Linked DNA regions of Rattus norvegicus: all the other regions are linked to region 2. A link is a contact called in public Hi-C data. All regions are on one chromosome and are shown on one strand. The core of a region is the stretch at or near the end of the contact, and the rest is flanking DNA. Distances in the headings are between cores, read along the strand shown.

Region 1 (3,911 bases), core at 1,162-3,661, 91 kb before region 2:
GGAATCTAGGGCTTCAACTAGCGGTGACTCAAGAGGCTGTATTCCCATCACTTACATCACCAAGAGTCACTTCAATGTCCCACAGTAAAAGCCTTCATTGACTACAGTGTATTCTATACATCTGACAATATTTAATAAATAGTATGGGTAAGGCTGCAAAACAGTGCACGGGCCACTCTGATGCCCGCTGGTGTCCATGCAGGTTAATTGGAGTGAGGGTAAGCATTCCCCTGAATGTAGGAGCAATGCAGCTGCCATCATGGGCTGAATAGTAGTCGTAGAGACGATGCGGTCCACAGAGCTGAAAATGCTCATTCTCTGGATGGCCAACTACAGATCAAATTAGTCAAGCCTGAATTTACAGCCATTAATAGTCACTCCACATAAAATTCTCACATCACACTAAATCAGAGATGGAGGAAGGGGCTATGCTAAGAGACTTTACAAGTTAACTCATTCATGACTGACATCCTGGAAAGTATTATGGCAATAAGATGTAAATATGTCTAGGAAAACCTAGAATTAATATGGGTAACCCACACCCACCAGGTGCTGAAGTGTCTACCGCGGCCAGTGTCTAGATCGTACATACATCCTACAATTGGAAAGTTCTGGAAATACTTTTGGAGGTGAAAAAAGGGGTTTGGGGATGTGAATGCTAAGGGTGTATGGGGGCACGGGAGTTGAGAAGGTCATTAAAATGGGTGCCTCACCCAGCTAGGAAGGACCTCACCCATCTCTTAGGGACTAGAGCCAGTCTCCGAACCAGAATTTAGCACCTCCAAGTAAGACAGTGCAGCGTGTGACCAGATGGCCAACACAGAGCTGCTTTAAATAGCACAGGGCTCAGAGCGTCTTAACCCTCAAATTTGGTGGCTTTTAATTCACTTCACTACCAGACTGCAAATGAGACCCCTTCTGGGTCCAAGTAGAAAATGCAAACCAGTGTCCAGCTAGCAGGTTAGGACCTGGTGGTGGTGGTGGCGGCGGCTTCCTGTCCTCTAACTCCAAAGCCCTGCTCAGGTCTGAGGTCACTCAGAGGTGGCCCTGCTCAAGGCTGTGTTTGCATTGATGCCTCACTAGATCAAACATAAAACCACTCCTGAAGGCTCATCAGTGAGTCCCTGAGGGTCTAGCCTTAGTTGGCTATTGCCACTAAATATGTAAGAATTAAAGCTGGCAAGATGTCTGGCTCAATGAGAAAAGAACGCTATGCTTTACCCTCTGACACCCCCCACACACACACACATGCGTGTACACACTAAGTCATTTGTGTGCATGTGCACACACATACACACACACATATGTGCAATAAATGCAATTAAAATTTTTTTAACTACTAGAGTTTAGTGTTGACACTGGTCAGGAACTTCTCTTCGTCTTGTTCTTCAAGTTTCTAATCAAAAGTTTTTCATTTTAAAAAGTAAATATATTAGGCCATTTCAGTGAAACCTTTGAAATAGGTGAGGTGTAGGAGAAGGAAGCAGGGCCAGTCCTCAACATTCTAGCATTCCCCTGCATACAAACTAGAGACAAGGAGCCAAGAACGAAGTCTGATGGGGGCCGGCCTGCCCTGGGGTTGGGCTAGCCTGATCACATCAGAGAGCAAGCAAGGCAACTGACAGTTCAGCCTCCATTTAACTTGTAGAAACATGAACCCCAAACTGACCAGTCCACACAAGCACCGCCTTTAGTCCAGGCATGGTTCCAATGCTGGGGACACAGAGGTGGGCGGGACTCTCTGTAACAGAGTCTAGAGGCAAACAGGAGTAGCACACTGGAGATTTGATTAGTGCCTTCCCCCAGGACAGACTATGCAGCTGCCCTCCTGGGACACACGGCGAAACTTTGGGAAGATGGAGATGAGACCAGAGCTCAGATGATGGAGTGGGTGTGGCAGTGGGCATCAAAGGGTTGAGAGACTCTACGAAGTCATCGGACATCTTTCTTACCGGGCTGGCCCTGCTCTGGCTTTCCAGGGCCTCACTTGCAGGCAGAAGCTATGGAGTTTCCTACCAGGAAGTCCTAAGGGTTTCTCTAAATGAAATAAAGCCTGGTCATGATTAGTCACAGCCACGGGGGAGACGCACAGACCAAACTCTCTAAGCACTCTCTAAGAATGTCTGTCTCTCTCTCTCTCTCTCTCTCTCTCTCTCTCTCTCTCTCTCTCTCTCTCTCCCTCCCTCCCTCCCTCCCTCCCTCTCTCTCTCTCTCTCTCTCTCTCTCTCTCTCTCTCTCTCTCTCTCTCTCTCTCTCTCTCGCTGGAAATACCCATGCATCATTTTATCAAAACCCAGCCTGCTATACCAGGTCCTTCAGCACTGAATTATTCCCCCAACCCTCCCCCACTTCCCTCCCTGTGGCAAGCCCTAGACTCTTCTAGATTTGACAAAGTGTAGTGGGGAGGCAGAGGAGGGGTGTTTCGTGGCCAAGAAGTATGCTGAGACCAGCAAGGGTATTTCCCACAGACTCTTCTAGGAGGAGCTGTGGTGCAGCAGAACGAAACAGATAAAAGGAGTTCCTGCCCTTACCACCCTTATTGCCCTCACCCCACCCCACCACTCCCTTACTGCTCTGAAAGGCTGGCCTGGATACTTCTAGAACCACCTAAGGCCAGAGTATCTGGGAAGATAAGCAGGAAGCATTCCGGAGAGAGAGTGGGGGTGGGGTGAGGGCTAAACAGGGGCAGACACACCCACAGGACGCCTTACAGGCAGGAGACAATGGGACACTCTGCTCTGACAGGTGGCCAACTGAAAGATTCCGGGGCAGGTGTGCAGGCCCTGGGCAGGAACAGATGGGTGTGTGTGAGGGTAGTGAGTGGGGAGCAGATGTCACTGGCTAGGGTGGTTTACAGAAGGGAGAGGGGCTGTCCATCTGTCGGGCAGCCTTGAGGCTAAGTTAACTGGCTTGCCTGGGGAGTTAGTACCATAAAAGAAGAGGCCCTGCAATGTCTAGCTTGGGACTGCACTGTGGGGCTGGCTCCTCCTGTGTGCGTCCCCCCCCCCGGGGGGGGGACTTTTCTCTCCCCAGGATTCTCTTGGTCACCTGCTAGGTTCTTTATCTGTGTAACACCAGGTCATCCTGACACCACTCTCCACCCCGCCCGATTCAGTAAGTGTCCACTCTCTACCCCGCCTGGGTTAGTAAATGAACCATCAGGGCCTTAAGTGCCACATCTGTCCACTCCAGCTGTCGCAACAGGGCCTGCCAAAGTCTGGAGATAGGGTGCCAATTAATCTTGGCTGAGATGTTGCAAGAAATGAATCAGTAGGGCCCATTTTCAACAGGAGGTGTGTGCTCAGAGCACTTCAGAATCAGAGATGAGCGGGAGGTGTTAGGCCTGCTTGGGATTCCGACCCCAGACCTACAACAGAGGTGCATATTTTACATACCAAAGTAGACCTGGCCTCTGGGTTCTCCCAGCATCCCTCAGTCCCCTACCTGGCATACCAGCCCTCTACCCTGAACTTTCCAACCCAGGAACTGGGCTTCTCCTCCCCCAGAAGCTCTTCCCTATATAATGCAGACATTTTGCTCTCCCCCTCTCTCCCTCTCTGTGTGAAAGTGCTATTTCTTTCTCTCTGTTCCCCCTCCCCTCTGTCTCCCTTTCCCATGGTGACTTCCCTAGCCTAGTTCCTTGGGAACTGTGAACTCATCCAACAAACCTGCCTTATAAATACTCTATCTGACTTGAGCTGGTTCATTTCACCAGCAGAGAATAGCTCATCAGGACCCTCCCCCGTGACTGGTACCCAGTATTGGAGCTTGAGAGCTAGGGAGTTGAGGGCCATCTGCTTCATGACTAAGCCCACCACCAAAAAACCCACCAATCTCATAGCCCAGGATAATAATCATTTATTTTGATTTTTTTTGAGAGACGACAGAGAGACAGAGAGACAGAGAGACAG
Region 2 (4,105 bases), core at 770-3,269:
TCTCCTGTCCGTTTTTCTCCAGTTAGACTTGTTTGTTTTGAGGGTTTCTAGGGAGGGATGTTAGGCAAGTTTTACCACCAAGCAACAGCCCCAGTCTTCTAATTTTGTACACTCTTCTTTAGCTCCCATTTGCAGAGAACTTTTGTATCTGAAATGCTTAAGACCTCTGGAACTGTGGTCAGTTTTTAAGACAGAGAGATGACATCGGGGAGATAAGGAACATTCTAGAAACTACCAGTCCTTCCCGCTTCTACATAGCCGAGGGGCTTAGCGTTCCAAGCTATGGTTTGGGCTTTAATAGCCTGAAAGTAACCTGAGGCCTTTGAAAGTCTTACTACAGATAATCTCAGTAATACAGGACTCTATCGGTACCATTAAAGAAATAATTCTGATATTAGGCATGCACATTACCAGAAGAGGGCCATTACCAGGCTTTCTTCAGAGGTACTGAATAAAAGCAGCGCCTAAAACCACATCTGCTAATGGGCCTGCCTGGACGCCTTCTAAGCGGTGTACTGTTTGTCTAGCTTTATCCACCTCTGCTTATCACTGGGTAGGTGATAATTTCCTCTCACATCTTAGGGTTTTTTTTTTTTTTTCTGAAGGTTTGTTTGTTTTTTTCCTCCCTATGTGGACCAAGAGGATATCATACCTTTAACTTGGGACTCTAATTTTTTTTTCTTCTTAAACAGGAGCCTTACCCACCCACCCCCATACACACAGTCACGCATGCTCAGGAGCTGGCCACCCTTATACACAGAGACACACATGCACATGTCCACATGCCGTTTCCCTCCTCTTGAGATAACTTTTCCCCCTAGCTGAGGATGCTGACTGATAACTTCAGATGAGCAGATCCTTGCCAGGTTTGGAAAGACTAGAGGGTAAACACTGGGTAATCCAGGTGAGAGCGCGGAAGAACAATACCCTAGAGACCCTGCTGGGTAGTTAGCATTTCTTCCGATAACTTAACTTTGATTTGTTGCTAAATGAAGTTCAGACTAGAGCCAAGACTCATCTTATACATGTTTAGACTTGTGGGCGAGCCTTAGCAGCGGATAACATATTTACCAGTGTGAATTATCGGGAACTTTCTAAAACTTTATTGCAAAGCCTCATCTTCCTATAAAGAGTTAACCTCTCCTTCCCCTCTTAGCTTGTTTAATACCATGTCTTAAGAAATGTTTAAGTTTCTAAAAACTACCCTTAATACTGGAGAGCTTCATAAACATCAAAGAACTCCCTTTTAAAAAAATCCCGACATCTGATGGAGAACCCAGAAGCTTAAATTTAAGTAAATAAAGCGGTGATTACAAATGCCTGTTTCCTTGACAACTCCCCTCCCCCAGCCCTTCTGTGATAGGGAAAAACCAAAATGAAAACGAGAGGAGGGGGTATCTACAGAGTCACGCTGCGTTCCAGCGAGGCCCAGCCAGGCCAAGCCCAGGAAGGAAATACAAATAAATCAATTTAGATCGGGACTGTATTTTGTGGAGTATATTTTTGTGGTTGTCCTAGAAACACCAGAGACAGAAGAACGTGTTGCACGAACACAAAAGAGAATCCGTATATGTAACAGGCGCATTCTCTACACCTTCACGGTAACCAAGAAAATGCTTCCACCCTGGGAGGGGTGCTCTCAGAGCCCCCAAAAGCTCCTCACGATCTGGCACAAAGCAGTGGTCGCGAAGCCCCAGTGCTCCTCCCCCCCCCCGCCACCTCCCCCATCATTTTCCCCAACCCCACCAGCATCCCATCCAGCTCCGAGCCCTTCCCTTCCAAAGTACGAGGAAAACCAGCCGAGCAGAGGGACCCCTGCCAGAGAAGGGCATCCGATCATCGCATGCCCCACCCCAGGAGAAGGTGCCTGGAAATGGTACCAGCACCACCTACCTCGCTCCGGGCAGCTCTTTGCATTGGTGCTCACTAGCCAGAACTGCGAGGCAGGAACCTAGGGTTCAGAAACTGCCTCTACTTTAGAGAAGCTGTAAGTCAGCCAACACTGGAAAGAAAAAGCGAGACTCCACCCAAAGGGGTGGACCCTTCGGGAAGGGAAAAAAAAAGGTGGTCCTCGGCTGACGTCTCTCCCCACCCATGTCACTTCCTTTTAAAGCTACGACTTAGAGGCTACTGGGAGGGAAGCTCGGACCGGTGTAACATGAGTCACCCTCTTCCAATGAGTGTAAGGAAGTGTCCGGCTTGGCCTCCTGTTGGAGTCGCATGGATAACAAAGCCATCTCAGTGGCCGGCCGGTACTCGCCCAGCTCAAGAGCCCTGTTGCGTCCCCGTGCATTTGGCCTGAGAAACCTCGGCCTCCTACCCTGAAAATCGCCCCTCCCGCGCTGCCCCCCGCCACGCGCCATTTCATTCAGAGAAAGAAAAAAAAAAAAAAAAAAAAAAAAAAACAGGATAAAAGCTGAAGCCAGAGCACTCTAACGCCTTGCTCACCTCTCCTGGCCACCACTCCACCAGCCCGGAAGCCCAGCGCTCCCGAGACTGAGACCGGCAGACCTGGGATGCCTGGAGCTCCTGTGTATAGATGCTCTCCCTCCAAAGCTAGGTGCCAGCCGGTTGCCAGAGCTGGCTACCGCTGCGAGTGCGCACAAGCAGGCAACACGCACGTGCACATGGCATTCACACTCCGGTTAAATTAGCTAGGGTCTGAGCAGACCTTCTTAACCGAATAGAGTCACGAAACTTTAAGGAGGGTGATTGTTGGAAGTACGCCAAGGCCAGGTCTGTGACATTCCTGGGAAGGTGGCTTCAATCGCTGGGTGCCTTAAAGTGCCCTTCAAATACACGTTGTTCAAGACACCGTCCGCAGATGTTTACGTATTTACAAAAAAGAATGCCCCGGTGGTCACTGTACTCTCTCCATGCGTAAGCAGTACTGGTGAATTTCTCAGGGCTGCAGAAACGCGGCAAACAGCTTTCTATGCAGACAGGAGCCAAGAGGGAGAGTCACTCAAGAAGCAGGAAACAGGGTTCGGACTTTGACATCCTGAAGATCATCGGGAATGCGAGAAGAACAAAACCGAGTGGGGTGGGGGTGGGGGTGGGGGGTGATGGGCATAAGGAAGAATCCAAAACAAAAGTCCATTTGTAGGGAGTAAAAATTAACTTGATCTGTTAGTAAGGGCTATAAAAGTTGTTAGTAGGGGTTGGGGATTTAGCTCAGTGGTAGAGCGCTTGCCTAGCAAACGCAAGGCCCTGGGTTCGGTCCCCAGCTCTGAAGAAAAGAAAAAGGAAAAAAAAAGTTGTTAGTAAAAAGTTTCTTGGGGCTGGGGATTCAGCTCAGTGGTAGAGCGCTTGCCTAGGAAGCGCAAGGCCCTGGGTTAGGTCCCCAGCTCCGGAAAAAAAGAAGCAAAAAAAAAAAGTTTCTTATAAGTACTGGAGAGATGAGGGGGCTCAGCGGTTAAGAGTGCTTACTGCTCTTGGAAAACCACAGGGTTCAGTTTCGGGCATGCGCATCAGGCATAGGCACACACAAATACATAAATAACATAAATTACTCTAAGTTTTTGTTTTCGGCATCCGATGTAACATATAAGAGTTCTATGTAAACTCCGACTTCTAGAACGTTGTGGGGAATTGTGAGTCCAATGCCAGCTCTGACCATATAGTAGTCCCAACACCCCCTCTCCCCAATATAATTCTCTTTTATAACTTTTCAAGTTATTATATATAAGTACACTGTAGCTGTCTTCAGATACACCAGAAGAGGGCATCAGATCTCTTTACAGGTGGTTGTGAGCCACCATGTGGTTGCTGGGAATTGAACTCATGACCTCTGGAAGAGCAGTCGGGTGCTCTTAACCGCTGAGCCATAACTTTTCAAGTTATATTTTGTGATTCTATTGTTGGTGGGAATCAATGAGTTTTTCAAAAATACTTTCCAGATAGTTAATTTTTTTCATAGTTGCATTTTGGATGGAAATTTAATTTTAGAACTGGAGAATTGTTGCTGGACGCCTGGCACACGTCTTTAGTCCAAGCACTCAAGAGGCAGAGACTGGTGGATGGATCTCTGAGTTTCAGACCAGCCTGATCTACAGAGCTAGATCCAGGAAAGCCAGAATTATTTAGAAAAGCCATCTCAAAAAAC
Region 3 (4,079 bases), core at 607-3,106, 70 kb after region 2:
GCCCTCGCCTCAGCTCACACTCACCATTCTTTTCAATGGGCACATTGCAGCGAGGACAAGGCTTGGTGGTTTTCTTGATGGTTTCCTTGGAGGCCTCCTCCCACCGTGCTTGCTCAGCAGCTCTTTGATCCACCCGGTACGCCTGGATTGATAGAGACAAAGGAAGCTCAGATTTGAGACTCTATTATTTATTGGGATTGACGTCTGCATTCCTTGAAGTGCTGGTGTCGACACCTCTCAAAGATGAACGTGCCTTCAGGCAAGCTCCAATGTTAACTTGTTTGACAAGTGCCGGACAGCCACTGGGCATGCCTGGGCACTGTGGTTTTGGCACATGGCGTATGCTTGTGAGCTAAGAAAGATGGCAGAGAAGATTACTCAATTTTCTAGCATAGAGCCCTCTGTTCTGAGGATTTTATGTGATTGTAATAAATAATATGTAGCAAGTGGTTAATCTGTAGGCAAGTGATAAACATTTTCGTGGACCTCTCCACAGACCCTTTGTCGAGCGTGCAGTGAACACGTTAGTGTTTGTCTCTGAGCCCCAGAGGCACTGATGGCGGCCAGGCACGGTTATGTGAGTGTGGAGTCTGCGGTTCTACGGTCATCACGTCTCAACTCCCTCCTGCCTCTTCCTCTGCTTCCTTCTTGACCCTGGAAAATGGCTGCTATCCCAGAAGGCATGAGAGAGAGAGCAAAGGGATGAGAGAAAGGCCCACTTTCATGAGTTGGTGACAGCAGAAATTAGGACTGTGGGCTCTTAGAGCAGCTGCCTGGGTTCAAATCCACTCAGATGCAAGGACTCCTCATTCTCTCTGAGTCCTCTTGGATGGGAATGTAAACCATGGGGTGCTGAGGGCTCGGGGTTCATTTGCACATGCTCCTTACAGGGAGCACGTGGCGTGTGTCATTGGCTGATAACTTCAGCTCCTTCAGGGCCTCTAATGTTGGACGCCATGACACCTTTGCTGCCGAGTTCATGTTATCAAGGACTCGATCATCTTCGACTCTTAGCCGCCTGCTGTGGGGCGGCTGCCTTCCCCATGCCCCCAAATTCATATGTTGAACATCTAATCCTGTTGAAAACCGACTAGGACATCCTCAGCTGGAGAAGGGACTCCAGAATGGCTGGTGGGAGACGGGTGCTTCATTCTGCACCTGCCTAGTCAGTCAGACACCCTCACACTTTCCGCTTACTTCTAGAACTGGCTAACCCATGTAGAGGAAGAACTGGTCACATTTTTATTCTTCGTATAAAAGTGTTGTGATCTGGAACGGTATCTCAAAATGTTGCCCCAAATATATATATATATATATATATATCTCCAGGGCTACTCCGTAGCGTTGGTGGTAACTAAATGCAATGACCCTGTAGACCTGACCGCTGCCAACCTTCACAGATGCTCACTAGCAAGTTCCAGTGTTAGGTACTGGGCTTGAGAGCCAAGCCCTGCTGGGGTCTGTCCCCTGTCAGCAGAGGTGAAGTAAGAAATGCTCTATGATCAGAAGCTGAGGCTTAGCACCCCCCCCCCACGCCCCAGGCTTAGCAGCCCCCACCCCCACTTTCACAGTGAGGTTGGGTTCCTGTTGAGACCCAAAGTGAGTGGAATCTAACTTCAAGGATCAAACCCAATTTCATTTCATAGTCTAGCCCTTTGGTTGTTAAAGTTCCCAGTCTTTGTGAGTGAAGCACTCTGAAGGAAACAGTATTTATTTCTAAGTTACAGCAAGTTTGCGGCTTTTGCAAGGACCTTGATGTTTCTGTTTCTGTTTTTCCAGCAGAAAGTGAGCTCTTGCAGACCGAGGTCATGCTTGAGTCATCCCTGTAATTCCAGCCCTTGGCTTGGTGCCTGGGTAATGGGAGGGGACTCAGTTTGAGCTGAGCAAGAGGCAGCCATCTGGAATAGGACCTCATGAGACATGGGAGCACAGCAGACGCGCCCGTGATGGCGGTGGTTGGTGCCAAGGTGAGACCGGCCAAGGACTGGTCACTGGTGTCGTTTCTGTTAACCTCTGCGTGTGCTAAGGTCCTCATCCTGAAGGGTATAGGGACGTCTGTGATTTTCGAGAGCTTTTTTAGGTAGGGTTGAGCAGCGCTAGCTTGATTGCTGAACCCCAGGTCACTGCAAGCTTCCTTTAGCTCTGGCACATCCTGGAGATCGGAGCCCAGTGATGAAGCTGTGGCTGACGAGGATGGTTTTAAGATCTGGTACTCGACGCGCATCTTAACTTTAACATTCATTTCAACCTTAATATGCGTGTCTTCAGTCCGTCTGAGGCACGTGTGGTCCTAAGGCCTAGTGATTTGAGTAGCTGTTCTTCATGGCCAACTCGACCGGCTTTAGAATCCCCTAGGAGATTTACCTCCCAGTATTCACACAAGGGCGTTTCCATAGAGGGTTAGCTGAGGAAGGCGGGCCCAGGCTGAATGTAAATATCATCCCATGAGTCCAGGGCCTGGACTGGGCAGAGATGGAGAAAGGAGAAAGGAAGCTGATGGGGAACTTTACCCCTTCAGACTGAACAAATTAAATCCACCCCTAGTTGTTGTCATCTGGGGATCTTGGAGACAGCATGACCTGTTTCCCAAAGTAGGTGGCTTTATCCGGGTGTCAACTTCACATATTATGGTATAAAAATTAAGCTATCTATGCAGTTTCGTAATAATATGTGACTGGCTATAGATATATGAACTTAAGGTCCCTAACGAAGCCACATTGATAGGTAAAGATTATGCAGGTTGAATAGCTAACCAGAACCTTTTTAGATGATAAAGAGACAGAATATCGCAGATCCATAGACACAGTGATCTTAGGCTGTTGTCAGTCCTCTTTTTTTTTTGGTTCTTTTTTTCGGAGCTGGGGACCGAACCCAGGGCCTTGCGCTTCCTAGGCAAGCGCTCTACCACTGAGCTAAATCCCCAACCGTCAGTCCTCTTAATAACCAGTTATTACTGGCCTCTGTATCTGACCCAACTTTATGAATATTTAATTGTGATGGCTAAAGAAAACTCCTTCTTGTGCTACATACCCATTCTAAATTTCTAAAAGGCAAGTTCCTGGCAGTTCTGACTCCCAGCCCCCTCCCCAGGATTGTAAATACCATGTAACCACGTGTGAGAGAATTACCGGTTGTTCCAGCTTTTGTAAACCTGCTTGTTGGTATGCAGCAGGGAGTGGGTGGGTCAGCTCCTTACTAGCTGAGCCCAGTGACACAGGGTCTCACCCAGTTGGGCATTCCAGAATTTGTGCCCACCTTCCTCTCTGCACAGTAAGCCTCACTATGGCTGTGGTCCGGCTGGTAGTAATTAATAAATTCACTTAATTATAATTTGAATTGAGTCTGCAGTCTTTTCCCTGTAGATTCAAACTCCGAATGATAGAACCTTTGGAATGTATTCTTAGCAGAGTACTGACTTCCACCAAGCCCAGAGCTAAGCATGTTGTAAGATAGCATTTGAAAATGGTAACAGAGACTTCCCACTTCAACATAACCCGCCAACATGGTCTTTCCTACCAACGTACCCGGTAAATGAATTGGATCATCACATATTTTTCTTTCTTTTGTTTTTGAGACAGGGTCTCACATAGTCTACATTGGCTTCGAACTCACTACGTAGCTGACTCTGGCCTTGTACCCCTGATCTTCCTGCCTCCACCTCCCCAGTACTGGGATCACTCGGGTGTACCACCATGGCGTACTTTTGTTTTATGACTAGAAAAGTACACGCAGCCTTTTCCACAGCAGCCCAAATCATTGAGTGCACTGAGGAGTGCCGTTCCTGGCCTTGGCCACTTATATTTGACTCAGAATAAATTCTCTGCAATCCCCTTTAGAGTAGGAGCTGTTAAACGTTACTTGTCTTATATTATATGTACTTATTCACATCGAACAGTTTAAAAGACTAAATAGTCTTGTATACATGCAAAGTCAAATTGTAATGAATCAAAACTCTTAACTTCTTATTTTTGATGTTGCTGCAAGACTGATCGATATTTAAAAAAGTTCCAAAATTTTTCACCTCAAAAAAAAAAAAAAAAAACCAACAACAAAACCACGTCAATTATATAAAATTTGAG

The links. Hi-C and Micro-C count contacts between places; a contact is called where the count stands out from the background.
Region 1: a Hi-C map of the A7r5 cell line shows a contact between it and region 2, with 3 times the contacts expected there. The contact joins the enhancer-like site here to the promoter of Agpat4 in region 2. A contact is called at or near these places in 9 of 12 Hi-C or Micro-C datasets (the A7r5 cell line, the Rat2 cell line, Schwann cells and 6 more) and 1 of 1 datasets of contacts at active chromatin or transcription factors (oligodendrocytes).
Region 3: a contact with region 2 is called in a Hi-C map of psoas muscle, with 2.0 times the contacts expected there. The contact joins the enhancer-like site here to the promoter of Agpat4 in region 2. A contact is called at or near these places in 7 of 12 Hi-C or Micro-C datasets (the A7r5 cell line, the Rat2 cell line, Schwann cells and 4 more) and 1 of 1 datasets of contacts at active chromatin or transcription factors (oligodendrocytes).

Annotation. Positions count from the first base shown.
Region 1 is chr1:51,087,155-51,091,065 of GRCr8, forward strand. All of the region lies in intron 3 of Agpat4 (1-acylglycerol-3-phosphate O-acyltransferase 4), which reads right to left. Among named protein-coding and RNA genes, the nearest start is that of Agpat4, 92 kb to the right of the region's middle. Within about 2 kb of position 2,412, at least 15 of the 93 cell types and tissues checked have an H3K27ac peak or open chromatin away from gene starts, as enhancers often do. A contact at or near this core is called in the A7r5 cell line, where this site is marked.
Region 2 is chr1:51,178,952-51,183,056 of GRCr8, forward strand. Agpat4 (1-acylglycerol-3-phosphate O-acyltransferase 4) reads right to left here and starts at 2,020. Exons shown (of 9, transcript NM_133406.2): 1 at 1,894-2,020.
Region 3 is chr1:51,249,200-51,253,278 of GRCr8, forward strand. It overlaps Prkn (parkin RBR E3 ubiquitin protein ligase), which reads right to left. Exons shown (of 12, transcript NM_020093.1): 11 at 25-142. Among named protein-coding and RNA genes, the nearest start is that of Agpat4, 70 kb to the left of the region's middle. Within about 2 kb of position 1,857, at least 21 of the 93 cell types and tissues checked have an H3K27ac peak or open chromatin away from gene starts, as enhancers often do.